2 separate regions of the Hordeum vulgare genome follow, and region 2 is linked to region 1. Evidence: chromatin contacts called from public Hi-C data. All regions are on one chromosome and are shown on one strand. Each heading gives the region's core, a stretch centred on a gene start, on an enhancer-like site or on the middle of the called end of the contact. The rest is flanking DNA. Distances are from core to core; before and after follow the strand shown. Region 1 holds the start of LOC123440198. Region 2 holds the start of LOC123444337.

Region 1 (5,678 bases), core at 1,708-4,207:
TGATTATATTTGCGGTATATTGGTTCATATTCCACTGTAATGACCCATTGAAAGCGGAACTACATGCAATCATGCAAGGCATGGCGTTGGCGATTCAACACTCCAACCATCCAGTGGTTCTACAGTCGGACTCTTCCGAAGCTCTTTCAAGTTTGTCTAATTATGCATTGATACGTTCGGCGTATGGTGAGTTAGTTCTAGAGATTAAGGAACTTTTTGATAGTAGGGAGTTTTTTCCTCTGAAAATTAGTCATACTCAAAATAGAGTTGCCGATCGGTTGGCCAATTATAGCCGGTCTGAGCGAGCCACCGCCATATGATTGGGCTCGGTTCCATCATGTATTGAGGATTTGTGGGATCTCGACTGTAACTCTATCAAATTGCAATAAAAACTTCCTTACCCCCGAAAAAAAAGAGAATGAACGGTTCCGGCTATAGAAACCCATGGATAGTCACGCATCTAGAGTATCCTGTAAATAGTGGGCAATCTACAGTGCTATGTTGCTGCTATATTTGATCTGGGCCGTCCTTTCTTGATCCAACGGTCATGTTATAGCGTAACATGCTATGGATATGTCACTGTTGTCCATTTGTTTGGTTATGCACTTTTTGTTTATTGTCTCAAATTTTAGCTTAAAGTGATGTATATTTGCAGCACCACTAGCGGCTGCCCAAAATTCTTTTGATGTGGTAGGAACCCATCCGCAGGTGTGAACTTTCACCGCCACCACGCTGCCTCACCCGGCCTCTCGGCTCTGGCCCAGCCGCCGTCGCCGCCGCCCCATCGGCCACCGTGAATCTTGCCGTCCCTCAATGATATCTGCCACGTCGCCTTCAACCCACCGAGCTCACAACGCGGTTGCCCCATCCCACCCCTCGGTGTCTTCCGCCCCGTCCCGCCGTCGTCCCTAATTCCGTTGTTACTGCGGCGGTCCTCATCGAGCTCCTCTATGTGAACTTCCCTGCTATCAGATTCCGTCATCACTAACTCCGTCCTCGTCAAGCTCCTCTCTGCCATTGGATCGTCATGTTTTGTATGGTTCTCAATTTCAACTTTTTAGGCCCCAATTTACCGTTGAAATATGAGATGGGCTTCCATAAGAAAATTTAAAAAAATCTCTAAGGATGCATGTAGGTGTTCGAATGATAAGGGGTGGTGAAAAGTTTAGTCCCACCTTGCGAGCGCTAGTGGAGAAGGAGTTGGACCTGTTTGTAAGGATCTCTCTTCCACATGCTATTCGAGCATGAGAAGAGAAGATGGCCTCCCGCACTCCTCCTTCGTCGCCCTCCACGCCACGGCTCGTCACACCACGCCGCGGGTTGCGTGATTGAGCCGAGCCGACCTCATACCTACGCGCTTATTTTTTCCGATCAGGAACGAAGAATATGTACCGATGCTCCTCCCAACCCTAGCCGTCACGAACGGATCACATCTGCTCCACGCGCTCTTCCTTTTGTTGCTGCTACCGTCAGCGTCTCCGTCCCATTCACCGCGTACACGGTCGAGGGAGAGCAGTTCTTCGAAACCCCGCCTCTTCGACAGGGACGAAGCCAACATGCAAACATAGGAGGGGGGGGGGGGCAAGTTTGTTTATGAAGGGAGCAAAGTTCATATGAAATGTTTTTTTTGGTTACAATAACCACCATAATAGTAGAAAAATCAATTTGTTAGGGGGGGTCTAGCCCCCCCTTGCCCCCCCTAGAATCATCCCTGCTCTTCGGATCCTGTACGGGAGAGGGGCGATTAGATTTTTGGGGAGCGACTACGCGACTGCTCCCCTCTGTTCGTCGCCTTCGTCATCGTCATGTCTTCACCAACGATGCCGACCGCATCGCCCTCGAGAAGGCCGAAGCCGACAAGAAGGCGGACGAGGTAACTGTCGCCGCCACTGCTGCTGCTACGGGCAACTGTCCGATCGAAGGGTATAACTCGTTTATCCCGTTCATGTCTATTTTAGTCTTAACAGTACTAACCATATCCATAGATGTCTCTACTATATGTGTAGTAAATGCTAGTATGCTTCGTAATCAGTATGTCATTAATCTAGTCAATCTTTGATAGTGATTATCTCATTGATTAATTTAATAAAAAAATTACCTATTTACTCAATATTTACATCATCTGTTATGGCAAAAAAAATGTGTTCCCAAAAAACTTCTCTCTTGGCATCAATTTTTTACATCATCTTGGAGATGTTTTTACTGTTGTTTTATTGATGCTCTTCAAGTCGTTTATCGTTACATTCGCTGAAAATGTCCCTTGCGACGGTTCTGAATGCAAAAAGAAACCGCAACGCAAGAAAATGGATGACAAAACATTCGGTCGAAACGAGTGAAGATTGAAGGCGGGCGATCCCGAGAACAATAGAAGCAGATAAATTCGGCCGCGATCAGCCCCGTTTCGATAAAATCAAATCAAGTAGTAGTACGTATACATGAGTAACACGACAGTAAAACACACGAGACCAAACGCCCGTTGAATCCCACATCAAGCGAGTATAGAATACAATGTTCCCTCCCATCCCGGGGACGGCATCGGGAGCAGAGCAGAGCAGCGGCGTCGGCGCTATCTCCTGGCGTGCGCGGCGCCGGCGGGCTGGTCGCAGGAGAAGACCTGCTTCGGGAGCCGCCACGCCTCCGCTGCGCCGAAGCACATGTCGTCCAGCGCCTCGCTGCGGCACCACCGGCACCTCCCTCCGCCGCCGATCGCCAAGCACTTGCCGCGCGTGGCCAGATCCCGGCACCCCGCCTCTGCCCTCCCAGACCCGGCAGCAGCCTTGCCCTTGCCTTTGCCCGCCGCAGCGGCGGCTACCGGCGCAGCCCCCGAGCAGACCAGGAGCAGCGCGAGCAGCACCAGCGCCGCGGATCTGGCCCTGGCCATGAGGTGAGAAACAGAGACGGTCTGGAGCGGTCGAGTATCGGACAGGCGGACGGCAGTCTAGATATTTGGACTCCAGATCGCGAGTCGGACGGTGGGCCTCTCCTCTCTTTGACGGGAAAATGAAGTTGACGCCTTTTCTCCTCCAGGCTTCCAACATTTGGGCCGGCGTACCCAACGATTGGCTTGGCTATGACTTATTTAGCTGTGAATTTTCCCTCAAAAAAGAAAAAGAGCGAGCTGTGAATTGCCTAAAAAAAAAGTGAATAGCCTAAAAAAATAGTTGCGAATTCCCCATTCCTCAAAAAAGGAAAAAGCTGTAAATTCTCCCCTAAAAAAAAACAAAAACCTGTGATTTCTCAAAAAAAAGAGCAAGTTCACCGTCTTTTTTTTGTTTCTGGACACTTAGGACTTTTGAAAATCAAAAGTACAAACACCCTTTAAAATAAGGGAAATACATTGAGGTCCCTAAGGATGATCATCTTCTTCACCTCAAACATATCGACGACTGTTGGGGAACGTTGAATGGGAAACAAAAAAAAATTCTACGCACACGAAGACCTATCATGGTGATGATCATCTATGAGAGGGAGTTTGGATCCACATACCCTTGTAGATCGCTAAGCGAAAGCGTTAATAAACGCGGCTGATGTAGTGGTACGTCTTCACGATCCGTCCCACGAACCGTCCCACGATCCGTCCCGATCAAGTGTCGAACGGACGACACCTCCGCGTTCCACACACGTACAGCTCGATGACGATCTCTGCCTTCTTGATCCAGCAAGAGAGACGGGGATGTAGATAAGTTCCCCGGTAGAGTAACGGCGCTCCGGTGGTGGTGGTGATTTATTCTTGCAGGGCTTCGCCTAAGCACCGCAGAAATCCGATCTAGAGGTGAAACTCTGTGGTATAGGCTAGAGTTGCACGTGGGAAAGTTGTGTCTCAAAAAGCCCTAAACCCTCTAGTATATATAATAGGAGGGAGGGGCTAGCCTTGAGGCTTAAGGAGAGCCTCCTTGGCTCGGCCCGAAGTGGAGGAGGGAGGAGTCCTCCTCCAATCCCACTTGGATTAGGACTCCTTCCTAAATTGCCCACCTCTTTTAGACTTTCGTCCTTTTTTCCTCATGGGTTTTCCTTGGATGACTTGCCAGCCCATTAAGCCTTATTGCGCATCCAATAAACTCACGTGGACCCCTTGGGGTATGGTGGGCCCACCCAGTGGGCCCCCGGAACCCATTCGTCACTCCCGGTACACTGTCGGTAATGCCCGAAAACCTTCCGTAATCCAAATACCAACTTCCTATATATCAATCTTCGTTTCCGGACCATTCCGGAACTCCTTGTGATATCCGAGATCTCATCCGGGACTCCGAACAAAACTTCGGTCACCAACACATATAACTCAACTATACCGAAACATCACCGAACCTTAAGTGTGCAGACCCCGTGGGTTCGAGAACTATGCCGACATGACCTGAGACACTCTCCGGTCAATAACCAATAGTGGAACCTGGATGTCCATATTGGCTCCCACATATTCTACGAAGATCTCTATCGGTTGAACCTCTATGTCAAGGATTCAGTTAATCCCGTATGTTGTTCCCTTTGTCCTTCGGTATGTTACTTGCCCGAGATTCGAACGCCGGTATCTCCATACCTAGTTCAATCTCGTTACCGACAAGTCTCTTTACTTGTTCCGTAATACAAGATCTCGTAACTAACTCCTTAGTCACATTGCTTGCAAGTCTTGTTGTGATGTTGTATTCCGAGTGGGCCCCGAGATACCTCCCCGTCACACGGAGTGACAAATACCAGTCTTGATCCATGCCAACCCAACATACACCTTTGGAGATACCTGTAGAGCACCTTTATAATCACCCAGTAACGTTGTGACGTTTGATACACACAAGGTATTCCTCAAGTGTTCGGGAGTTGCATGATCTCATGGTCATAGGAACAGATACATTGACATGCAGAAAAACAGTAGCAATAAACTGACACAATCATATGCTACGTTTATAGTTTGGGTCTTGTCCATCACATCATTTTCCTAATGATGTGATCTCGTTATCAAGTGACAACACTTGCCTATGGCTAGGAAACCTTGACCATCTTTGATCAACGAGCTAGTCAACTAGAGGCTCACTAGGGACAGTGTGATGTCTATGTATCCACACATGTATTTGAGTTTCCAATCAATACAATTCTAGCATGGATAATAAATGATTGTCATGAACACGGAAATATAACAATAACCAATTTATTATTGCCTCTAGGGCATATTTCCAACAATTACGTGTTGCTGCTACTTCCTCTCTGTTGTCGGAGCTAGACAATTGTTGTTGGTTGTGAACTGAAGCTGACTTGGCCATGGTCCTAACGTACCTTTGTCCTAGAGAAGAAACCGTCGAAGCCGTCACCATCGAAAGATCAACCGATCCACTATCCCAACATCGCCCCGTTTTCAAAAACCCATCGCAACATCCAAAAAGACCGCATGCATCGCGTTGCAGCAGATGCCACACCAAAGTGACAAAGAGGAGGCTGGCAGTAGCGGAGACAGGGGGACCAGCAGGGGCCCTGCCCCCCATAATGTCACTGATTTATGCCTAATAGTAGTCTAAACAATGATGTTTTTGCTGTTAAAATAGTGTATTTTAGTGGACTGGCCCTCCCCAAGGATGTTTAGCAACGTTCGCCCCTCCCCATTCGATTTTCCTGGCTCCGCCACTGGAGGCCGGAGGACAAAAGGACAAAGGGAAGCCACGGTTATCACTACATCGACAAACCCTAACTTCACC
Region 2 (5,681 bases), core at 2,997-5,496, 190 kb after region 1:
TGCCACGGACGGGCTGGCTAACTAGCAAGCTGTTGGATTGATCAGGTCACACACGAGCTAGCTTCGTGCGCTGTCCTGACCATCGACGGCTTCCTATTTTACCGCTTTGTGCGTTGTTCATAGACACGGGTAAGGGAAAGAAGAAGACGTGAACGGATATTCGGTTTACATTTTAAGTTTTAAGGGGTATATGGCCACGGCTCAAGCAGACCCTTAAAACACGTTTTTTACGAATTAAAACTGCATTTTCAGTTTCACGGTTTAAGGAAGCTACTAGAGTTGTTTTTAGCTGCAGGCGGAAGCACAAGCACTTTCTCTTATTTGCATTTCCAAGCTAAACGTTTTATATTATGGGATGGAAGAGTAGGAGTGAAAGCAACGCCGCACCAACTAAACGAGTTGTGCCTAGCGCAACAAACTCCGTAGCTGCAATCTGGCAAGCTATTTAGCCTCCGTCATACATGAAATTTTGCTTCTTTCATGCTACTAGTAAATGTGTACGTGCACGCACGTATATCCATATAACAATGTCTGTCTATGTTTCTCGGTTCGTGAAAAAAAATTATCACTTAGGAAAGTAGACCTCACATGTCCAACTAAAACAAAGAAAGATAAAAGCAAAGATATGTCCAGTTGTATCAAGATCTACATTAAAACCTAATTTTTGGAATAGAATATTGGTGAGATAATCACCATAAAAACTGGCCTATACTATAACAGGTACAGTATGTTACTACTAATTAATATAAATGTCACACTTTGAATCAAAAATTTCCAATGCATTTTCTTACTACCTATGGCCAGCAATAACCCCAACTCTTGCTAATGTACTCAAAGCCACTTGTCAGCCAAAAGAAATGACAACTATACCCATTCTTGGTCGTCAGCAGTGCGACTAACTGTTGTTCGTCCTCGGCAGTGCTTCCGGATTATACCTATGAGATGGCACGGTGAGACCCTCCATTACTGACCAGCCGAGCAACTAAAAATGTCAAAAAAATGCACTGCATGTTGTGTGAAAGAAAAACAGATCAGAAACATATATGTAATTCTCTATTGGGAAGTTTGAAGCCCTTTGTTTTACGGGAAGCAACAACGGAAGATTTGTATATCACTGTTGTAGATTAGTTAATTATCATGTGGTACCATTCTGTTATATGCAAGATAAATTTGTACCTTACATCTGCATGAAAATTGCCCTTCTCCCTTGGTTGCGTGATGGTGTCACTTTTTGCTTGACAAATTCATGGTGTTGTATGGGTATCGCAGAGTCGTGTTAGATATTTGATTGATGAAATGGTATTGCACAAGATGTCGATTACGATAACAGAAGCTACTCAAGCCAATTCAGCATCATCATCCAAATATGGTTGCATGTGTATATCTTCTAAGGACATGCCATCTCAGGAAGTGCAGACTGAACCCTCTTTTAAAGTATGAACTATTATTCCAATTTTGATTTGTGGTCATACAAAATATACATAAAATTTGAAGCACAATGCTCACGAAAATGCACTCACCCAAATAGCTCTTCCGCAGACTTAAGGGGAAACCTGGACTTATCATTCTTAATCAGAGTCTTCCATTAGAGAGGCCCAGATGAATCAACTATGTTTCCTTGACAATATTAATATTTCCAATATGAATCTCGTGTAAAATAAATCAATAAATGAACAATTCAATATATTTCTAAAATTGTCATTCTCAATATATAGCTTTGCGCATAATACAGCTGGGGCTTGTTTTTCCCAATCACTGACAATTATTTGCATCATTAATTTATACAACCTACAAAGGAATGCCTACCTACAAATTCAGCAGAATATTGATTATATCAAACGATAAAGACCATGGATAAAATAACACATCTGCCGTAACAGTGATACAAAACTAACATTACCGGACCATTCATTGCTTTTGGTGAAGTCAGTGCCAAGAATTAGATTTGATGATTCACGCCCAACTTGTCCCAATGCGGCGATGACCTGATAACCTGAATTTATGCATAACAACGGGTCTATACTGATTTCCAATGCCCCTCACCAGATTGTCTCTTGTACGGTACAAATAAAAACAAACATCTCTCCGTCTTTGATTTTTCACTCTCACATCTTCGCAAAGCCCACGAAGAAGTAACTATTTTCTCCTCCACTTCTATATATGTTGTAAATATATAATTTGACGGTATGTTTATTGACGTCATCACATTTTATAAAGCAGCTGAAAAGATCAGACCATATAGTGTTCATGGAAGTGAATGCGGACCTCCTTGTCGATTGTTTGGCAGTTATCCCTTTTGCGGTCAAAGATAATATTGTGATTGTGATCCAAATAGTCTCGTGCAGCAACGACGCCAAACACTTCCAGCGGCCAGCGCAATCCATCTTGTAATCCTGCAACTTTGACTGAAAAGACCTGCAGAGTTCTTATGGGATGGGCTGTACCACCTGACGACTTATTGTCCGTGTAAAGCATGGATGGGATACGCGTTGCATACCGATATCAAATTTGGTCAACCAATCAACATGCTTACAGCAGCAATGGAGATCATCCAGTAAGGGAGAGGGGATTTGGCTTTGGCTTATTACTTGTCTGCTCGAATTCACCGAAGGATTTGGGCCAGAGGAATTCCCAGAACTCGCGGAACTTCATGGCCTCGAAGGCATGCCAGTCGGAGGTATCCTCGTCGGGATCCATGTCCCTAAGCCACAAGGCCTCCATGTCTTCCAGGATCCACTCCTTGCGGCACTCAACGGCCTGGGGGTCTCCCGTGGCGATCCATTTCCTCAGGGCGATGGACTGCTCCGGTCGGTCATGGTTCCTGCGCGCTTCCTCCGCCTTGGCCCTGTAGACGGCCGCCGCCGCGACGTCAGCGAGGGAGGGCGCGAGGACCGGCGGCGACTGGTGCGGGGCCGGCGTCCGAGCGAGGGCTCGACAGCCGACGCCGAGGCCGTGGCGGGGGGTCGGGTGGGAGACGCTGCGCACGGGTGGGAGATGCTCGAGTCGTGCGTGGGAGATGGCAGAGTTTCGTCCGCTCACGTAAATTGCTAAGCGTACACAGTGGGGGTTATTTTTCATGTAAACGGTTAGATCTAATTAGGTGGGTCGGATCGTGTGGTGGTATTTTATCTAGAATGTCCTGTGTACGTGTTTTCGGATGAGTTTAGGGAAGAATATGTTCGCTTGTTTATTAGTAGTATAGATATGCACGCTGGCCACTAGGAAAGCTTCATCCTACGTATTGTTGTAAGCCTTGTTAGGGCATCTCCAATGGTTGTAAGATAGTTGTTGGTAATTTTGACACATAGAATTTTTGATGATGTGTCATTGCAATAAATGAGGAAAGAGAACAAGGTTGTATGTAAATTAACCAACACCCTTGCACAAGCTCCAATGTAGAATGAGAGAGCACCTTATTTATTACCTCACATCTTATTGGACAAACTAGATACAACCCATTGGAGTAGTTGTATGTTAAGGTGTTGGCTGATGACATGACATATTTTACTAACAAGCTAACCAACAAACTGTTGGAGATGCCCTTACCCACATCCGCCATACCTTGAAACTGTTTCTGTCTTGGCCACTGGTCGTGCACGCTTTTATGGATCGTCCTCTCAAGATCCCCGTGCTTTTAGTTAAGAGAAGAAGGCGACGCATGAACGAAGATCCGTCCTGCGTCGGCACGAGGAACTAGTACTACACCACCGGTACGCGGTCGTAGCACACGGCACGGCGTCACTGGCACAGCCAAACCTGCGGAGACAACGAGCGCACGCCCTCCTAATTCAGGGGAGATAGTACGCACCAACATTTCTGCGCAAGTATTCAGGAGAGACGGTACGCACCAACCTGGGGAGTACTACTTAAAAAACATTTTTGCGCAAGCCCAGTCCCCAACCGAACACGCTAGCCGAGCCGCGACCCAGCCAGCCAAAACGAGACGAGCAGATTGTTATCCACGGTTTTTATTTTCTTGTCTCGCCGCAACGAAAGTGCGAAGGTGAAACCGAGACCGAGCGGCGAAGCAGGTCGGCGTGCGTGCGTGCCCCGGCGTCGGTTGTCGCGGGGCGCCGCGCGCCGGCCGTTCTTATCCACTCCGGCGCGGTGAGCCGAAGCGGCGTCGCGGGCCACGCGGCCGAATCGCTGCCAGTGACCCCTCGCGCCCGTGGATCCACGTCGACCAGGTCAAGCAACCCCCCAGGCATTATCCCCCCACCCCACCCTCACCACTAGCCCCACTATTATTATCAACGCGTCGGCGTCGCCCGCCCGCCTCTCCCTCCCTCCTCCCCCTCCCCCTTTCCCCATTCGATCCCCCCCTCCCCCGCCCCCGCCTCCTCGCCCAACCGACCCGATTCCATCGTCCACCTCGACCGAGCCCAGCGCCCCGCGGATGGAGATCTCCTTCGAGGCGTGGGAGGGGGTGCAGCGGCATGGCCAGGACATCGCCGACCGCCTCGCGCAGGGCTTCACGGGCCTGCTGCAGGCGCCGCCGCACTTCCCGTGGCCGCCCGTGTCGCACAAGCTCGTGCCCTTCGAGATCGACCTCCCCGTCGTGCCCTTCGGCGCCGCGCGGCGTGGGGCCGCCGGCAAGGACTTCTTCCCCACCGCCGCCGTCGCCTCCGTCATCGACATCGGCGGCAGGCTCGGCCAGGCCGGCGTCGAGATCGGAACCTCCGTCGGCGGGGCCGTGCAGCACGCCGTGCGCCAGCTCCCCGTGCCCTTCCAGGGCGCCCAGATCCGCCGCCGCAAGCTGCGGACGCCGCCTTCCGCCGACGGGGCCGTCGGCGTCTCCGCCGAGAGGGCCGTCGACAGGTGCCCTCTCGAGGCGGCCGCCGCGGCCGCGGCCGCGGCGACCGGCAGTGCTGCCGCGTCGACCGTCAGCGGTGTCAGAGGCGGGGACGACCTGGATGAAGACGATGACGGATATGGCTGCGAAATCGGAACCCTGGGAAACTTTAAGAAGGCCAAGGTACAATTCAACCCCTTCCTCTACTAGTTCTATTGTGGGTTTGAGTGCGTTTGCATCTAGCAACCTTTAATTCAGGCTTTACTCCAGTTGAAAGTACTAAAATCTTATAATTACATACAATCTGATTATCACTGAAGTGTTGTTTAGTCACTTATTAAAATTACAATCGTGACTAGCATACGTAAGCTAAACCTTAAAATTTTGATGAGCTCGAATTGTTGCCCCTGCTTGTTTAGTAGGGCCAAGCCGCCTGTACCATCATTACACAACATAACACTTTGCTCTTCTCTTGATGAACATTCAGGGTACCGTAAATATGTCAGCCACGTACAACACCAGGAACAACGATATTGAGAGTTCTGTTGTTGCACGTGGAGACTTGTGGAGGCTAGAGGCATCACGCAGTGGTTCAACTTCTGGAAACGATACTTCGCCTCTTTACCTTGTTCAGTTGGGGCCTTTACTATTTGTTCGAGACTCTACACTCCTACTGCCTGTTCATCTGTCAAAGCAACATCTGCTGTGGTATGGCTATGATCGCAAGGTACTCATATCCTTTATGTTGCCTTCTCCCAATATGTTATACCCATTCATTCATTATTTGATAGTCTTTTGTTTGATGGGAATTCATGGTCTCTTCGTTTCGTTATATGCTACTGTATTATATATCCTGAATCTTTACTGAAAAGGTTTGTTTCATATGCAG

What was found. A called contact is a pair of places that touch in the nucleus more often than the background predicts.
Region 2: a contact with region 1 is called in a Hi-C map of leaf, with 5 times the contacts expected there. The contact joins the promoter of LOC123444337 here to the promoter of LOC123440198 in region 1. A contact is called at or near these places in 5 of 6 Hi-C or Micro-C datasets (leaf, seedling and an unstated tissue) and 1 of 1 datasets of contacts at active chromatin or transcription factors (embryo).

The regions. Positions count from the first base shown.
Region 1 is chr3H:471,957,694-471,963,371 of MorexV3_pseudomolecules_assembly, forward strand. It overlaps LOC123440198, which reads right to left and starts at 2,958. Exons shown (of 1, transcript XM_045116769.1): 1 at 2,368-2,958. The coding sequence starts at 2,881. The coding sequence ends at 2,567.
Region 2 is chr3H:472,142,578-472,148,258 of MorexV3_pseudomolecules_assembly, forward strand. LOC123444337 reads left to right here and starts at 4,247. Exons shown (of 7, transcript XM_045121024.1): 1 at 4,247-4,975; 2 at 5,280-5,519. The coding sequence starts at 4,397.